Regions from separate parts of the Sus scrofa genome. Here region 1 is linked to region 2. A link is a contact called in public promoter capture Hi-C data. All regions are on one chromosome and are shown on one strand. Each heading gives the region's core, a stretch centred on a gene start, on an enhancer-like site or on the middle of the called end of the contact. The rest is flanking DNA. Distances are from core to core; before and after follow the strand shown.

Region 1 (4,543 bases), core at 133-2,632, 86 kb before region 2:
TCTGGCGTTGCCATGAACTGTGGTGTAGGTCGAAGATGCAGCTTGGATCCTGAGTTGCTGTGGCTGTGGCTGTGGTGTAGGCCGGCAGCTGTAGCTATGATTCGACCCCTAGCCTGGAAACTTCCATATGCCAGGAGTGTGGCCCGAAAAAGACACACACACACACACACACAAAGGCAGCCTTTATGTTACATTTACTTTGCCACAATAAAAAGAAATTAAAATATTCTAACTGGGCTCAGAGAGAAGATTCCAAAGTCCAGGTCAGGAGCAGACTTTGGCTGAATTTGGGGACAAGCCAGCATTAGATTTGAATCAGAAGACTTCCTGTCTTGGCTCAGTGGTTAACGACTCTGACTAACACCCATGAGGACACAGATTCGATTCCTGGCCTCGCTCAGTGAGTTAAGGATCTGGCGTGGCTGTGAGCTGTGGTGTAGGTCACAGACGTGGCTCAGATCTGGTGTCTCTGTGGCTCTGGCGTAAGCCGGCAGCTGCAGCTCCAATTAGACCCCTAGCCTGGGAACCTCCATCTGCCTTGGGTGTGGCCCTAGAGAAGCCAAAAAAAAAAAAAAAAAAAAGAATCATGCTGGGTTCAAAAGTCATGCAGGGGTCAAGGGTCATGCTGGGTGAGGTCAGATCAGAGGGAAGTGGGGACTCACCTGAACATCGCGATGAGCAAATTGAGCAGCAGGATGTTGGCCACCAGCAGGAAGATGACCAGGAGGAGCACTACCAGCCAGTTGGCGTAAAGTGAGACGCAGGAGCCCGCCTGGGCTCCCGCTGGGCGCGCCCAGAAGCCCGGCTCACTTGAACAGTTGACATGCTCCATGAGGGCCACTGTGAAGGGAGATACTCAGAGATGGAGCCAGAGAGACCTAGACCTTAAGGAAGTCAGAAATCCAGCGGGGTGCGGGAGAGCAAAGAACGGGAGCGAGGGAGACAGATTCCCAGAAAGAGAAGAGTATCGAGACGCAAGGAGACAGAGGAAGAGTCAGAGACTCAGAGAGGGGGAAAGAAGGCGGGGGGCCGGTGGGGGACGGGAGGGGGTCCTCAGAGGGAGGGTGTCAGGCCCTCTCATCCCCTCTCACCGTCCATGTCCTCCTGGGGGATCTGCCCAAAGATTTGCAGGTAGGGCCGGTAGAAGACGCGGCGCAGGATGCTAGGGAGGCTACGGTCCTGGGGCCGAAGGAGCCCCTCCGTGGCCACCCCGTAGGCCACCAGCCACACGCCAAGGAAGAAGAGGAAGAAGAACACGTCCTTCATCTGCAGACGGGGACGATGAGACCAAGTCTGGCCCCGCCCCTGCCCCCAAAGCCCCGCGGCCATCCCTGACTTTGAGCCCCTGCGCGTCCAAGATAACCTCCCTGGCTCCACCCCTTCCCTCCTCCGGCCCCGCCCACCACGGCCCCACCCACTCCTCACCATCTTGCTCACGATGACGATCTTGGGCCCCAGCTGCTTGTTGACGGTGAAGATGTGCAGCAGCCTCAGCGTGAAGATCATGAAGTCGAGGCAGAGGACAGAGCGGCCCAGGTCATACAGGCCCGAGGTCAGCCTGCGGTGTGAGGAAACGAGGTAGGTTACAGACTCAGAGGTTACAGGGTGCAAAGGAAAACCCCGAGTCTTCCCAACACCAGGCTTAAAGAGAGGATGTGGCCTCCCCAGGGCCAGAACTGAGACCCTCCGGTTCCCCTGGCATTCACTCAGATTTGAAATTTGGCACAGTGACAGTGACATTGCCAAGCTGCGCCGCGCAGGGCGCTGGCACCCATTAAATAATGGCTGGATGAATGATGGCCTTAGCAGTAAGCTGGGAGGTCCCTGCAGCAATCAAGTTGGGAAAACTGTGGAAATATCTGTCCAACCTATAAAAGGCAAAATGCACAGAGTTCCAGCAAACCAATCAGCAGAAGACAAACGACCTAGGAGGAAAGCAGATAATGGACAACAACCCAGAATTCACAGAGGTAGGTCAAATGGCCCACCAAAATATATATGCATGCAAGAGATCAATGAACACAGTAAATTAAAAACTGGGGGAGTTCCCGTCGTGGCTCAGCAGAAACAAATCTGACTAGCAGCCATGAGGACGCAGGTTTAATCCCTGGCCTTGCTCAGTGGGTTGAGGACTGGGCATTGCCATGAGCTGTGGTGTAGATCACAAATTCAGATCAGATCCTGTGTTGCTGGCTGTGGTGTAGGCCTGCAGTTACAGCTCTGATTCAACCCCTAGCCTGGGACCTCCATATGCCATGGATGCTGACCTAAAGAGACAAAACGGAGTTCCCGTCATGGCTCAGTGGTTAACGAATCCGACTAGGAACAATGAGGTGGTGGGTTTGATCCCTGGCCTTGCTCAGTGGGTTAAGGATCCAGGGCTGCCGAGAGCTGTGGTGTGGGTCACAGATGCGGCTCGGATCCCGTGTTGCTGTGGCTCTGGCGTAGGCCGGCGGCTACGGCTCCGATTAGACCCCTAGCCTGGGGTGCGGCCCTAGAAAACACACACACACACACACACACAAAACACTGGGGCAGGAGTTCCCAATGTGGCACAACAGGATTGGCACTGGAGCCCTGGGGCACAGGCACAGCCCAGCGCAGTGGGTTAAGGATCAGGTGTTGCCACTCTTGCAGATGCGGCATAGGTCACAGCTGAGGTTCAGATTCAATCCCCGGCCCAGGAATATGCCGTGGGATGGCCAGAAAAACAAAGCAAACAAAAAACTGGGGCAAAGGATATGAAAAGACAGTTGACAGAGGACATGTGGCCATTAGATATAAAAGATGCCCAACTTACCCAACTAGGAGTCAGGGATGCATAAATTAAAACAAGGAGAAGTCATTTTTACCCGTAAGATTGGCAAAACATGTAAAGGTGAAAATGAGAGCTACATTTTAAAGATTCAAAATATCAGCTATTGTGAAGCATGTCCTTAACAGGGTGTTGCCTTACCTGGCTGGTAGGTGTGTGGACAGAAGGTATTTTACAAGGAAACCAGTCCACATCAAGAATACATATACCTTTTGACCCACAAAGTATACATCTCGAATGTAAACTTTTTTTTTTGGCCACACCCGAGGCATGCGGAAGTTACCAGGCCAGGGATCAAACTCACACAACAGCAGGGGCTGGAGTCACAGCAGTGACAATTCTGGATCTTTAACCACTAGGCTACCAGGGTTAAACTTTATGAATGGATGTAAACTTTATTAATTTGGAATCATAAACAATGAGAAACAATTGAAAGGCTCATCCAGGAGGGACTGGCAAGAAACAAATTAATATTATATAGCCCAGTCTGAGCAATGCAAATTTCTGAGGGTAATTCTTCACAATTTGTTTTTTATAAATTAGGTAAGAAATAAGCAGAAAGAGCCCAAGTTTTACAGAGTAAAAAGTTGACAAAACACTCAGGCCTCCCTGATGAAATTTAAAACTAAGAAATTTGACCCAGGAGCACTGGGCATGAAAGAAAAGCCACAAAGTAAAATTCACAAACACAGATCCTAGATTTTGGAAAATCTGATATGGACAAAACCACAAATGATGGGCCAAATATTTGCTGTAAAACTTAACCTGAATCATAATTAACCTAGTTGAAATAATTTCAGAAATTTTTTTTTTTTTTTGTCTTTTTAGGGCTGCACACATGGCATATGGAAGTTCCCAGGCTAGGGGTTGAATTGGAGCTATAGCCGCCAGCCTACACCACAGCCACAGCAATGCCAGCTCTGAGGCTATCTGAGACCTACACCACAGCTCACAGCAACATCATATCCTTAACCCACCGAGTGAGGCCAGAGATCGAACCCGTGTTCACATGGAACCTAGTCAGGTTCGTTACTGCTGAGCCACGATAAGAACTCCAGTGTCAGAAACTGGAAAAGAAAATAGCTGAAGCTAATTTCACTGCCCCGCAATATAAAATTGATCAAGGAAGTTTAAAATAAACTAAAATACTTCCTTGGTAAGAATGTGTGGAGGTTCGCTTGTAGCACATAGTTAAGGACCTGGTGCCGCCACAGCTGTAGTGCAGGCTGCGACTGTGTCATGGGTTCAATCCCTGGCCCCGGGAACTTCCACATGCCTCAGGTGTGGCAAAAGAAAAAAGAAAAAAAGAAGAAGAATTCATTAGTACTGGTAAAATTCTGATTACAATATTATTTTATTTTAATTTTTTTGCACTTTATCATCATTATTATTTGCTTTTTAGGGCCGCACCCACAATGTATGGAAGTTCCCAGGCTAGGGGTCAAATTGGAGCTGCAACTGCCGGCCTACACCACAGCCACAGCAACATGGGATCTGAGCTGTGTCTGTGACCCACACCACAGTTCATAGCAACGCTGGATCCTTAACCCATCGAGTGAGGCCAGGGATCGAACCTGCATCCTCATGGATAATAGTCAAGATTTGTTTCTGCTGCGCCACAACGGGAACTCCCCTGATTATAATTTTATAATTACACAGATTCAAATACCGAGGATCAAAGTCAAAGCCACAGTCTTGTTTTGTTTTCTGTTTTTTGTCTTTTCACCT
Region 2 (4,404 bases), core at 1,839-4,338:
GGAAACACCCCCAGCCCAAGGTCAGGGTGCTACGGTGGAGCCAGGACCTCTCACTCGGCCAGACCTCGCTGCCTAACGCTGGGAGATGAGGCCGGGCCGTGGTGGCCTGTCCAAGGGCAGGCCCCTGCAGGATGCAGCCCAAGGCTCCCTGGCTGTCCACCCTTACTCCACACTCGCCTGCGTAAATGCCTAAACCAAATACAGTGCTTGGCAAAGGGAGGGAGCTAAGAAAGTGAACTGAACTCACTTTCCCAAATTAGAGTCCTGGGGTGGACCTGGGGGAGAGAAACACAAGCGTGCTCGACTCGGACACATGAAAGGAGGAGAGAGAGACTTACACATTTTGAGTTCTGTCTCCACTTCCTGCTGTCGCCGTTCAATTTTTTCTCGTCTCTGTGAGAAAAAGGGCAGACCACTGAATACACAGAGACGTGCCCTGATGTCAGGGAAGAGGGAAGAGGCAAAAGGAAGATACGGGGCCATGAGGCAAACGTGACATACCTTCCTCTCCATTCGTTCCTCCCGGGTTTCTGCTCGAGTTGGAGGAGGGGCATCTCGAGGGTCCTGGGAACAAAAAGAGGTGACAGGGTGGGAGGGACAGGGGAAAATAGCAAGGGACGCCATCCAGGAAATAATGAGCATCTCAGCCACGCCCCTGCGCTTGTACACACACGCATGTGTGCAAACACAGCCAGTTCCTAGGCCAGTGGAGGTGGGGGAATGGTGCAAATCAAAGCATGATCCATGCCCCATGCTATCTGGGAACTGTTACTGGTCTGTGACAAGAGAACTACAGAAACTGGCATTAAGTATTCAGAAACCTCGACAGCAATCTGACAGAGTAGCTTTATATCTGTTGAACTCAACAAATGAAATTTGATTTGTTTTTTTTTTAACTTTGTAGCCTTTCTCTAAAAATACTAGAAAGTGAAAATAATCCTTGTGTTTATCAAAAGCACCACTCTGCAGCAGACTTGTCCTTAATCACAGATAAGAATTGGGACCAGGCCTGAAGCAAAAGAAGCTGACAGTGCAGTGCTCAGAGGCAAACAACTGGACACCTTCTGAGGGCCAGGGTAGTTCCTGAAGGTCTCGGCGAGCACTCATTAAACAGTAACTGTCACATGACCACATCTGCCGCCAGCCTGTAACTACTGCATTGACTTAACTGGCTAGTCATATTTTCCAAATACCGGTTCACCGAGGCTGGCAAATACTACTATAGAGCCAACCTCCTGTCACCTCTGTACTAAACTTCTGCTCCACAACTTCCTTCACCTCCCCGTTCCCACCTGATGCCAGAACTTTCTTCTTCTGACTCCTGTGTGCCAGCACTTCTCGGGTGTCCGCCGATGCACCTCAACAGGTGGATGTTGTTAACCCAATTTCGAAAATGAAAAAACCGAGGCCCATGGGCCAAAGCCATTTATCTCTGTTCACCCTGCAGGTACAAAGCTGCAATTCTCAAGCCTGTGGTCTTCAATGCACCAATCACCAAGTGCTAACCCTTTACAAATTTCACCATATTAATGACCAAAATGGTCATTATACGTTAAGAAATAATTGATGTTTACTGACTGCTTGGCGTCAAGCCCCATAACGTTAAAAAAAAAAAAAAAACAAACAGTCAATTCTCCATCAAATTACATCAAAGACACTAATATTCCCTTGCTAAACATGGGGGGGAAAAAAATCACAGCAGTTAGAGGATACACCTCTTGCCCAAGATCATCACGCAACCGATAAATGGCGCACCAAGGACTACCTAACTCGAGAGTCTGAATCCTCAACTGGTAGTTACTGAATTTTCACAAAAGCCCTACAAGGGCTGTGTTACCAATCTAAGACAGGGAAACAGGATAAAAGCCACCTTCCTCAATCACACAGCTAGAAAATCGCCAGAGACCAGACTCCCCGATCCAGCCCACTCCAAGCCTCTTCAGTGAACTCACCTCAAACTCTCGGATGTAGGGCGCAATGCCACAGTAAGGTTGATTGTGGTGTTTTTCATGTGGCAGTTTCTCCAGGGGTGGCAGGTATGGGATGGGGTCACGGGGAGCAAAGAGGGCCAGAAGGTTGGGCGGCAGGAACTGGGTCATCGTGCCAAGTCTGAGAGCAGAAGCAGGACCATCTTATGTTAGGGTGGGCTGGGGAGATGAAGCCCCTATCAATCCCTTGCCTCCCAAGAAAAGAGAGAAACACGGACAAAAATCTCAAAGTCTCCTGTAAGGACACAGAGCGCGATCGATCCTTAATCACAGGGGCAAGCAGATTCTAGAGGGAGGGCTGTGTGAACGGGAGGGGAGGGGGAGGGCAAGAGAAGAGAAACAAAGACTGAAAACAGGTTTCCGAGCAGTGAAGTCCTGAGCAAGGAACTGCGGGGCTGAAGGTCCCTGGGGGCTTGTGGGGCATCAAGGATCCCGAGGAAGGAGGTCTAGGGCCGTGGCGGCTGGTGGTCCCGCACCTTGGATAAAAGGTTATAGGGGGAGGACCGCAAGAGGTCTCTGATCAGGAGAAGGGGTCAGTCATAAACAGCAAACCTCTCAAGCCAGGGGGTTGTGGGTAATAGATCTAGGCCCCGCAGGCGAAGTGGATTGTGGGTAAGGGTCCAGGACGGAAGGGAAGCGAGGACGAAAAAAGGCAACACAGCGCAAAGGCCTGTGGGTAAGTGACCGCTGAGGGCGGGGGAGGGGGACTATGGAAAAAGCCTAAGTGACCGGAGAACTCTGGGTAAGGCGTGCAAAAAGGTTCTGTGGTGGCGGTGGCGCGGGAAGACTGCCCGGCCCCGGGGAAGGGACTGGGATCCACCGCAGGGGCTTGTGGGTAGCGGCCCCGCACCCGGTAAGGCCACTCAGTCATACTCACCCGCCGCGCGGCGCCCTCCTCGGCCTGGCGACGGTCCAGGGGCTCGCGGCGGCCCCACAGCAGCAGGTACTCTAGCTCTAGCTTCGACTCAGACGGCGACCGCGTCTCTCAGTCTCTGTCGCCCGCCCAGCGCGCGCACCAGGCCACAGCTCACGAGCCCGCGCGGCCTCGGCTCGCGACAGGGGCAAGGGGTGGAACCAGCCTCAAATCCCTCCGCCGACCCTATTGCGCACGCGCCGCGCGAGTCAAGTGCAACCCACACACAGGAACCTTGGCGCCGCTGCGAGCACTGCGCACGCGCGAGGCCACTACCCCGCCTTCCGGCACCTTAAACTCCTTTGCCGCGGCGGGATGAAGGTCACAGTGCGCACGCGCGCTCCGCCCCAAGCGGTCCCCTTTCACCTCGCGCTCAGGGCTCCAACTGCCTCTGTCCGCGAGACTCTTGATGCTCCACGCCTTTTCTTACACACTTCCCGGATCTTGCGCGCATGCCTGTAACGTCTTTCACACTGAAATATCCTTCCGCCGCCTGGCAAAGAGTTCCTACGTGAACAGTGTGATTCCTTAACCTAGGAAATCAGTAACTGTTCATTGAGCGCCCAATGTGTGCGTGGCGTTGTTTGGGCTCTGGCGATATACCATGCGACTGAAGCGAAGTCTTTTCCTTTTTGGAGCTTACATTGTACTGAGGGAGACAATAAAGGCACTTAAAAAGATAAATTTCGGACGGTGGCCAACACAGTAAAGAAAAATAGGGCCGAGTACGGGAATGGGCGGGGATAGAGGGGTTATTTTAGAACTAGGTCCTTCTGGAGAAGGAGACTGATGGAAGGGAGATCTGGGCGGGTTTAACAGCAAGTGCAAAGGTCCTGAATTGGGGCGGAAAGTGGGAATCTCATGTTGGCTGAGAGAGCAGAGAGCTGGCGGATTATTTAGGGCCCTGTAGACCTGTAAGAAGTTAAAATATTTGAAGTTTGGGGAATAGATTCAATTGCCTGTTTGATAATAATTACAGAAATTACTACAAAATTTAAATGGCTAATATCATGCTACTTAAAAAAAATATCCTGAAGCGTTCTCTCGTGGCGCAGCAAGTTAAGAATGAGCATTGTTACTGCATTGGCTTGGGTTGCTGATGTGGAGCAGGTGCCACCTCTGGCCAGGGCACATCGACATGCCATGGGCATGGCTTAAAAAACAGATAACGTATACATAGACACGTTTGCTTTCTGTGTATATGTATGTGGGAACTCTGCACTATTTTTTGGAACTTTTCCATAATTCTAAAATTACTTCAAAATAAAAAGTTTGAAGAAAAATAAAGCTAATAATAATGTATTTTTTTTTAGTACCATTGGATAGTAAATGGCTGAGACACTGCACCTCTAAATGCTTCAGCATGTCTCCTAAGAATAATGGCATCCTCTGCCCAACAACACAGCTATTTTCACCTCTTAGAAAGTTTATCCAGCCCCTATTCAGATTTTCCCAGTTGACTCATGAGAACTCTATCTTAATCTGAAACAGGAGCCAGTCAAT

What was found. Promoter capture Hi-C pulls out the DNA fragments that hold promoters and counts their contacts.
Region 1: a promoter capture Hi-C map of fetal liver shows a contact between it and region 2, with 2.4 times the contacts expected there. The contact joins the enhancer-like site here to the promoter of SNRNP70 in region 2. A contact is called at or near these places in 2 of 5 promoter capture datasets (fetal liver and fetal skeletal muscle), 10 of 47 Hi-C or Micro-C datasets (embryonic fibroblasts, fetal skeletal muscle, liver and 4 more) and 1 of 2 datasets of contacts at active chromatin or transcription factors (skeletal muscle).

Annotation. Positions count from the first base shown.
Region 1 is chr6:54,370,925-54,375,467 of Sscrofa11.1, reverse strand. It overlaps TRPM4 (transient receptor potential cation channel subfamily M member 4), which reads right to left. Exons shown (of 24, transcript XM_021094712.1): 18 at 1,426-1,558; 19 at 1,092-1,266; 20 at 663-840. Among named protein-coding and RNA genes, the nearest start is that of TRPM4, 30 kb to the right of the region's middle. Within about 2 kb of position 1,382, at least 4 of the 83 cell types and tissues checked have an H3K27ac peak or open chromatin away from gene starts, as enhancers often do. A contact at or near this core is called in fetal liver, where this site is marked.
Region 2 is chr6:54,287,038-54,291,441 of Sscrofa11.1, reverse strand. It overlaps SNRNP70 (U1 small nuclear ribonucleoprotein 70 kDa), which reads right to left and starts at 3,088. Exons shown (of 10, transcript XM_021094709.1): 1 at 2,866-3,088; 2 at 1,953-2,109; 3 at 502-564; 4 at 339-393. The coding sequence starts at 2,099. It also overlaps a transcript of NTF4 not described here.